3 separate regions of the Mus musculus genome follow, and regions 2 and 3 are each linked to region 1. The links are chromatin contacts, called in public promoter capture Hi-C maps. All regions are on one chromosome and are shown on one strand. The core of a region is the stretch at or near the end of the contact, and the rest is flanking DNA. Distances in the headings are between cores, read along the strand shown.

Region 1 (2,896 bases), core at 127-2,626:
CTATTGATCTCTCTTTGTTAAAGTTGTATTCATTGATACTGTAATAACATGTGACTGACTACTGTGGTGGTGTTATGCTTTGCATAAACTCACTAGCGTTTTAATCTGATGGCTAATGTTGTAACTTGTAGTATCTCCTTGTAGCTCAGTAACACTTAAAATTTGCTGATGTACTCCTGAATTGTTTCTATCTCTCTCTGAAGAGATAGATATTACAGAGAATATATTACTATGAACTAAGATTTTGTTTTGAAGAGATTTTCTAAAAATACCTCAAGATAATAAGATCATATTTATGCTATTTAATATAATTTTACCCCACTGTCTCTTGATAACCATTTTAAAGAAGGTGCTTTAATTTATTAGATAAGGAATCAATTTGACCTAATTTGCTAGAGAATTGCTGTTTTTTTAAAAAAAAGGCTAGAGAGCTCTTTTTTTTTTTCTTTTTAGTTTAATTTCTCAGACATTCTTTTCAGTAAATCTAGTTACTATTTGGTTTTCCTTGTAATGTTACAATCCTGCAGAATTACTCCCAGTTATTTAATTGAATAAAGCAACGACAGCTTGTCTAGTAGAAAAGGCAAATTTAAAATCGTGTATTTAGAAAGCCTTTCATAGTTTGAAGGGCAGTGGACTGTATGAACTTGTTTATCAAGTGTATCAGTGCCTGTATGGTTAGGAAATTAAAACACATTTAATGAACATCATACACAAGACAGCAACATACCTTTCTTTCTTGGTCAGACCATTAGATGGAGAGGATTATGTCTACTGAAAATACTTTTGGCACGCCATCACTTCAGCAAAAAACGATGCTATCGAACATGCGCACATCCCCCAACAGTCTGCCTCCTGTGATTGCTTTTCACAGTATCCAAAGTGTCCATCTGTCGGGGTGTCTTCAAGTTACCCTTCTTGTTCATATGTCTATATCTTATAGTCTTCAGAGATTTTTCCTTTCTTTCATTTTCTCTCTTTCACTAAACAAAAGAGCTGTAGCTGTCTGTTGTATTTGGTGCACAGTTGACTCTTTCCGACAGTTGATGCATTGAAGCTCTTTACATCTGCTGTATTCCCGGCTGGACAATGCAGTGCTGTATTCTCTTCTCAGTATCCATATTTCTAGTAATAGCGCTGAGCTGCAATGTTAAGCAGCAGAGCTGTGGTTTAGTGTTTCAGTTGCATTGGGGGAAAAAAAAAGGCTTTGCCTTTCTCCGTCGTGGTTGCCTGGCAGCTGCAGGAAGGATTTTTGAGCTGTTTTCCTGGGGTTTTGGTCTGTAATGTGAAATGCACCGTTCTTCCGTGCTGCACAGGCAGGCAGCAGTTTAAATGTGGGCTTGACAGATGCTGTCTCTGACAGAGCAGAATTTAACGTCACTGCTTGGCTGAGTCCCACGTGATTGTTTGCGTTCATTTTGACTAAAAACCCGAGGTAGGAGAAAGCTTAGAAATCTTCCTCTTATGTGACACATCATATTTATTCAGAACAAATACAAGCATTAGGATGAAATGGAGGTTATGGTTTTTTAATCTTTATTTGAACTTATGCACAGGCTTTCTAAATATTTCTGTGTTGGACGGTGGCTTTCATGTGTCTTAGAGACTTTTTTAGAGCAGAAGTAATAAAAGCTTTTACATGTAAGTTGGTGTAGTTTAACTCTTTCAGTGCATTCCTGCTCTTACAGTTTTTGTCTGATTGTTCTGATTTGCTAGTCTAGTTAAAACTCCTTCATTATCTATTGTCTATAACTTAGATTTCCTCCCCTGTTTTCTCCAGCTTATCTAAGTCAGCTGCCTGCACTTACTTCATGTTGCGATACTGCCTACTTTTTTGCTCTGTGCAGTTTTTAGTGTTCTTGAAAGTAGTAAATTTAATTTTAAATCACTTTCTTGTTATCAATATTAATTTTTTTTCATGTAAAATAATGTGTATCACAGAATTAAAAATGATATAGTACATAGAACACACATGAATAGATTTTCTTGAAGATTGGTGAGTAGTTCTGCAGGATTGGTTGCATTTTGACTAAAAACCTTAGGTAGAGACAACCTTGGAACTTTGCTTCTTATATAGAAAATAGTATGCTTATATAGATTGCAGATGTGTGTTTAAATAAGTATAGTGATGCGCTAGAGTCTGTTGCTTCTAATAATGTTTAATACTTTAGAAAATGGTTTAGTAAAATGCCATCAAACAGTTTTTTTTTTTTTCCCTTACATATTAGAGACTCTGAAATCCTTCTCTGGTATACTTAACTAAGTGCCTGGACATTTGGGCACCCCCCCCAACCCCCCCCAGGAGAGCACTCGGCAGGCATGTTTGTTACTTGTTTTTATGGCTATAACTAACAATTCCCCTCTGATATTCTAAAGACAGTAACTATATAGTTTTAGAGCTTATGCTATATATTTTAGGGATACGGACTTTATCCATTTTCACAGACCATGATATATTATTTCAGGTGAATAAAAATTACATTTCCTCTAATAGTATTCAATTACTCATCTTCATGTGTTAATTCCAGTGTGCTTTCTTGGTTTAGGTATACCCTATAACTGTCCTAGTTTGTGTCTTACTCCCCCTAGAAATGATAAGATGGTAAAAAAGAAGGAAAAAGAAAAGTATAAGGAGAAACTTAAAGCTTAGAACTTTGGCTTTCCTAAGTTAGAAGAGGAATAAAACCCGTGTTTCTTAGTATTTGGCTCTTAAAGCTATATACTATATTCTTCACTGTCTTTTTTTCTTGTCTTCATAGACAAATTATTGATTCTGCTTAAATTATTCCTCCAAAGTAGAAGTGGCCTTTTTAATATCAGTGATTCCTAATATTAGGGCTTAACTGAGGTTAGAGGTCTGTACAATTATTGTCTATTCCAAATTAGATTGAGCTAT
Region 2 (2,896 bases), core at 292-2,791, 1.6 Mb after region 1:
CTCTCTTCCCATTGATTCCTGGCCCAACAAGGCCATTCTCTGCTACATATGCAGCTGGAGCCATGGGTTGCTCCATGTGCACTCTTTGATTGGTGGTTTAGACCCTGGGAACTCTGGGTGGTCTGGTTGATTACTATTGTCATTCTTCCAATGGGGTTGCAAACCCCTTCAGCACCTCCAGTCCTTTCTCTAAATCCTCTATTAGGGACACTGTGCTCAGTTGTATGTGAGCATCCACCTCTCTACTTTTAAGGCTCTGACAGAGCCTCTCAGGAGACAGCTATATCAGGCTCCGTTCACCAAGCACTCCTTGGCATCCATAATAGTGTCTGGGTTTGGTGACTGTATATGGGAGGGATCCCTAGGTGGGGCAGTCTCTGGATAGTTTTTCCTTCAGTCTTTGCTTCACATTTTGTCTCTGTATTTCCTCCCATTAGTATTTTGTTACCCCTTTTATGAAGGAGTGAAACATCCACACTTTGGTCTTCCTTCTTCTTGAGTTTCATGTGGTCTGTGAATTGTATCTTTGGTATTCCAAGCTTTTGGGCTAATATCCACTTATCAGTGAGTGCATACCGTGTTTGTTCTTTTGTGATTGGGCTACCTTATTCAGGATGATACTTTCTAGTTCCATTGATTTGCCTGTGAGTTTCATAAAGTCCTTGTTTTTCATAGCTGAGTAGTAGGGTAGAACTATTTTTAATTTTCTGAGAAACTAACAAGTGGATTTCCAGAGTTGTCGTACAAGTTTGTACTCACACCAGCAATGGAGAAGAGAGTATACCTCTTGCTCCAGACCCTCACTAGCATGCACTGTCCCTTGATTTTTAGTTTTTATCTTAGCCATCCTGATGGGTATAAGATGGAATCTCAGGGTCATTTTGATTTGTATTTTCCTGATCACGAGTGAAATTCATATTTTAAGTTTCTCAGCCATTTGGTTTTCCTCTGTTAAGAATTCTCTGTTTAGCTCTGTATCCCATTTTTTAAATTGGGCTTTTTGATTTGTTGATGGCTAACTACTTGATTTCTTCATATATTTTGGATATTAGCCCTCTGTCAAATGCAGGGTTGCTGAAGATCTTTTCCGAATCTGTAGACTGCTGTTTTGTCCTATTAAGAAAATCCTTTGCTTTACAGAAAAATTTGAGTTATCATGTAGGAATTATGATTTTTTATGAAGCTTCCTCTGTTCATTATTAAAATACATTTTTTGAGGAGTTTGAAGAGTGACAGTTTTCTCAGATAAACTTCCTAGGCACTTTCTTTATATGAGGCTGTGGGCTGCTCTAATTCACTCAGTATTGTGTAAACCTGGCTTGCAGGAATGCCTCACTCTAGAATATGCCACTTTGCAAACAACACTTGGTTATGTTTTAACTTCAAATGTAAAAGCAGAATGACTCTGTGCCTCATGTACATAAACACCACCACATGTCTATGACCATCTGTGCACAAACTAACAAATAACGTATTCTTAATAGTAGAAAAATGTACTATTACATAAACCCATCAGGGTAGATTGGAAACATACAAGCACATGGCTATACTCCCACCTAATCAGGAAAGCAAGTATAAAAATGAACAGAGTACACCAGAACAAAGAAGAGTGCATCCTCGTCACCAAAATCCTATAAAAAGGCAGGCTTTTAACACTGGTATGGCAATGCCCTCATGATAGATGATCTCATTGGTTGACATGTGCAGGTTCTTGTGTTTACAGATTAAAACCAGGGGAACCAGGAATGTTTCACACAGAGGGTTTTCTCTTCAAGAGGAGAGATATAACCTGTTTTCTTTCTAGGAAGGTGGGAACAAACAAGGTTAATATCCAAGTGACCTTTGTAATATTTGTGAGTCCAAGACCAGATTCTCCCCTACACTTTCTTGAGCTTGTTTGTAGAATAAATCTATGAGACATGGAAGATGTGACTTTGTCCTTTACAAAGGGTTTGTTTGTAGTCATGTTTTAAGCTTTGTTGTGCCTAGAAGATTAAGTTAATTTTCAGCAGGAAACATTTTACAATTTGTTATGGGTTTAAATATGCCTAAAATAAACTACTAGAGGTTAGACTCTGCAATGTTGTACCTATATTGGTTACTAATGAGTTGTGTGGAATTAAACTTCATACTTGCCTCTGGTAGATTATCACTCTGCATGTCAAGGTGGTTTCAGAGCTTTGACAACTTACTGCCTACCTGTACATCACAGGAATGACAGGCAGAAGACTCCAAATCATTCCTGAAAACTTCAGCTCACATTTGAGATCAGTACTAATGGAATTTTCTCCAATTAATATCCATATGTCTACCTGTTAGTCTATCGAGACTATTCCTGCAAGCGGCTTCCTTGACTTTTAAGGTTCTGCTTTTCAGTTGTGCAACTCATACTTTAGGGTTATGTCAGTGCCGCAATTTCAAGTCTCCTCTGTGTTTCTTGCAGCAACTCTGTATTTATATTTGGCCAAACTTCCATAGAGAGACGCTGCATAACCATTAAATTTCTTCTGTACTGCTGAAAGATTTCTCTGAGCTGATTAGGTCAGTTGCTGACACTCTAGCCTTTATTTAATTAGGTTAACATTTTGTTATTTTATATTTTGTTTAATTTTGTATTAAACCTTCTGAAATTAAAAAAAATCAATCAAATTTAATATTTGTAGAGGAATTTTAATCCAGACACTGGGATACTCTGACAAGGAATCACATTGAAGAATTCTAGGTTTATGTTATCCAATTGGAATAACATACCTTTATTTTCTCTAGCTGAAATACAGATGTGCCCTTAGTACGCATCTTTAACACCTCACAATGGAGGTAAACTTAGTTTTTAGAAGGAAGCAGACATGTTTGAAACTTATACCTAATTGAGGTACAAACAAAGTGATGGATCAGA
Region 3 (2,896 bases), core at 134-2,633, 1.4 Mb after region 1:
AATAACGAATAAAGCTGTCACCTTTAGTAAGTGTTGTAGAAATGCTGAGCTTAAGAGATTTTCTACAAATACTATAGATTTATCTTCATTTTTATCCTTGATGCAAATTTAATATCTTATTTTTTTACCTACTCAAATTCACCTAGATTATTTCTTTTCACTGATACAGAATATAGAGAACACTAAAATAATTTTTATCTATATTTTTTGGGAAAATACTTCTCCCTAGACAAGTAATTTTTCAAATATATGAAATTATGTTTCATATATAGTATGATTTACACAGTAATGAGTATATAACTAATTAATCAAATCAACCTTACATAGTTCAGCATTATAATTAGTGTAATTTCTTCAAACTTAACGTTGTTTTCGGTCTCAGTTGTCTTTATTTTGTCTTTGTACTTATTAGTTGAAACATTCTGCTGTTTCAGACCAGTCCTTTTGTCTTCCATTTCTTGGAAGTCTTATTCTTTATACTCCCTTTAAGCTGCTAAAATTTGAAACTAGCTTTTTACATCAGAGATAATGTTAAAGATAAAGATGATGTTCACACTTTCTGTCTTTGTCTCAGAAAGTTATACCCCCAGTTTTCCATCACTTGCATTTTACTTTCATTTCTCTAAATTCCCTTTCTATTATTAGATTAAATATTACAAATAGTTTATCCTGAAATTTTCTCATATGTATATTTGAAAATAAAATAAAATGCATTAATGTTATCAAAAATGCTACATAATCAAAACTGAATCTGTATATGGAAGCTTATTTATCATTTCATATCATTTGATAATGTATATTCTGTTAATCTGCTAAAGAGGGAAAACTTTGTGCTATTACATGGGTAGATTGTCAGAGCACTGGAATATAATAATGTCAGTTATGACTTGAGGGACAGGCATGTACATGGTTTAGTGAGAATTTTTTGTTGTTGGTTTTAGTATAAAAAAAATTAAGAGGGCTTACTTTCACTCAAATAAATGCTCTGTTCTTATTTTACATCAAAAGACTAAATCCCCAAACAATTTTATGACCTTGGAATAAGTGTCAGAATTGGAAACAGAAAGAGGATATCTCAGGTTTCAAGGCCATCCTTACTCTCCCTTAGTGGACTGACTTTCTGTGAAGCAATCATGCATGTTCTGAAGGACATTTCTGCTCTACAACAGGTAAATTAAGCTTTGTTTCACAGTCTCAACAGTTCCATAAGGATGACTCCTTTTCTTCCCTCGGTCATGGTTCAGGAATGAAAATCCTACCCTTCTTTGCCTACCTGACTCTAAAACACATTCATTGATTTTATTGGAGAAATCTGTTTTGTAGAAAGCAGAAAGCACAGATGGAATCACAAGCTGCAAGTTGTTTATTTTTTCCCAGCTGAAAAAGAGCTCTAAGGCTTTATTTTTCACAAAACGTGTTTTTCAGTGGAGGAAGCCAATGAATCAGTAATGAGTCCAAAGTATTTGCATAAATATACATACATGGATGCTAATAACATACATGTGGATTCAAATACTATAGGTACATTCATATATATATGTGTGTGTGTGTATATCTATATATATATACAAACACATGTACATACATGTGTACATATATGTATATATGTACATGTATACACACACATGAATGCAATACTATATATATACATATATATTCATAATTTGGACTAAAGAATCAATAATGTTCTTAAATTCAGATATTAGTATACATTTCTTTTATTTTTCTGTAAACCCTATAAACTGAGAGATTAGATGCATTCGTCATGTCTCAATCAGTATCCTGAGGCACTGACTTTAAAGATTCAAAGATTTATACTTTTAAATTAATCATATCCACAAAAAGGAAGGGAATCACATCTAAGAGAATATGTCTTCTATTCCAACCTCAGAGGATAATGCCCTGTGGTCAGGTATTATTTTGCCTGCTTACTCCCTTTCCTAAGCTAAATTTTCCAAGGACAAATTGGAACCCTTGGATACTTGTTCTCCTAAAGTCAGCAAATGGATCACACACCACTCACTGGCTTGCCTACCTAGCTCTAAAACACTGGCATTCTTCTCCATGAATTACATGTGGCCAGCATTTGATTTATTGGATGCTTAAAATGCTTTTGTTTCAGAGAGATACTCTGCAAAATGCATTACTCTCCTGTTCTTCCTGAATCGGGCTCAGCTCAAGAATAGCATGTCATGTCTGTGAAAGAATTTCCCCACTCCATTTCTAGAATTTTAGATTCTCTTGGACACAGCTCCTTTTAACACTTCTTATTCAAAGCTGAGCATGCTACTTTGAAGAAGTACTTAAACTTTTGAGGGAGTTCTTAATTTCAATTAAACTAGCTTTTGTAACAGGTTAACTTTACATCCGACCCTTCAAGGAAAAGTATAGACAATACAAAGGATTTCTCAGAATTTAGTTGTAAATTTTCCATGTTTATTTTTTCATGCCTCTGCTACATTCTATGCATCATCTGATCTGAATTCTCATTCCAATGGCTCTGTTTCTTCCATTATCATTTCATCTGCAGGATGCTAAATGGTTCCACTGTCTATATTCTTTATAACTTTATGCATCCTTCAGCCTTATCTTACCCTTAAATATACACACTTGAGAGTACACCGAGTCACATGCACACATGTTGTTACAAAGTTATAAAAAGTCTGCTCATTTATGCCTATAGGTATCTGCAGGTTCTAATTTCTGAGTTTCTTTTTGAATACAGAATGCGACTCAAACATTGTTTAGCTATCTACTCCCATGGTTCTTATTTAGAACCTCAAGAGTAAGCAACAACAAAATCCTAAATAGAAAGATTTCTGTAGACCATATGTGAGCCGTGCTCTGAGACTCTCTTCAAACCACTATCTGGACCAGATTATACATATCATTTACA

Evidence for each region. Promoter capture Hi-C pulls out the DNA fragments that hold promoters and counts their contacts.
Region 2: a promoter capture Hi-C map of hippocampal neurons shows a contact between it and region 1, with 32 times the contacts expected there. The contact joins the enhancer-like site here to the promoter of B3galt2 in region 1. A contact is called at or near these places in 4 of 39 promoter capture datasets (the C10 cell line, cranial neural crest and hippocampal neurons), 2 of 484 Hi-C or Micro-C datasets (cerebral cortex and ventral hippocampal neurons) and 2 of 115 datasets of contacts at active chromatin or transcription factors (astrocytes and forebrain).
Region 3: a promoter capture Hi-C map of hippocampal neurons shows a contact between it and region 1, with 11 times the contacts expected there. The contact joins the enhancer-like site here to the promoter of B3galt2 in region 1. A contact is called at or near these places in 4 of 39 promoter capture datasets (the C10 cell line, cranial neural crest and hippocampal neurons) and 2 of 115 datasets of contacts at active chromatin or transcription factors (astrocytes and forebrain).

Annotation. Positions count from the first base shown.
Region 1 is chr1:143,639,177-143,642,072 of GRCm38.p6, reverse strand. B3galt2 (UDP-Gal:betaGlcNAc beta 1,3-galactosyltransferase, polypeptide 2) reads right to left here and starts at 1,376. Exons shown (of 2, transcript NM_020025.4): 1 at 731-1,376. All of the region lies in intron 10 of Cdc73 (cell division cycle 73, Paf1/RNA polymerase II complex component), which reads left to right.
Region 2 is chr1:142,041,501-142,044,396 of GRCm38.p6, reverse strand. No RefSeq gene overlaps it. Among named protein-coding and RNA genes, the nearest start is that of Gm25457, 740 kb to the right of the region's middle. Within about 2 kb of position 1,541, at least 7 of the 459 cell types and tissues checked have an H3K27ac peak or open chromatin away from gene starts, as enhancers often do. A contact at or near this core is called in hippocampal neurons and ventral hippocampal neurons, where this site is marked.
Region 3 is chr1:142,263,183-142,266,078 of GRCm38.p6, reverse strand. No RefSeq gene overlaps it. Among named protein-coding and RNA genes, the nearest start is that of Gm25457, 970 kb to the right of the region's middle. Within about 2 kb of position 1,383, at least 1 of the 459 cell types and tissues checked has an H3K27ac peak or open chromatin away from gene starts, as enhancers often do. A contact at or near this core is called in hippocampal neurons, where this site is marked.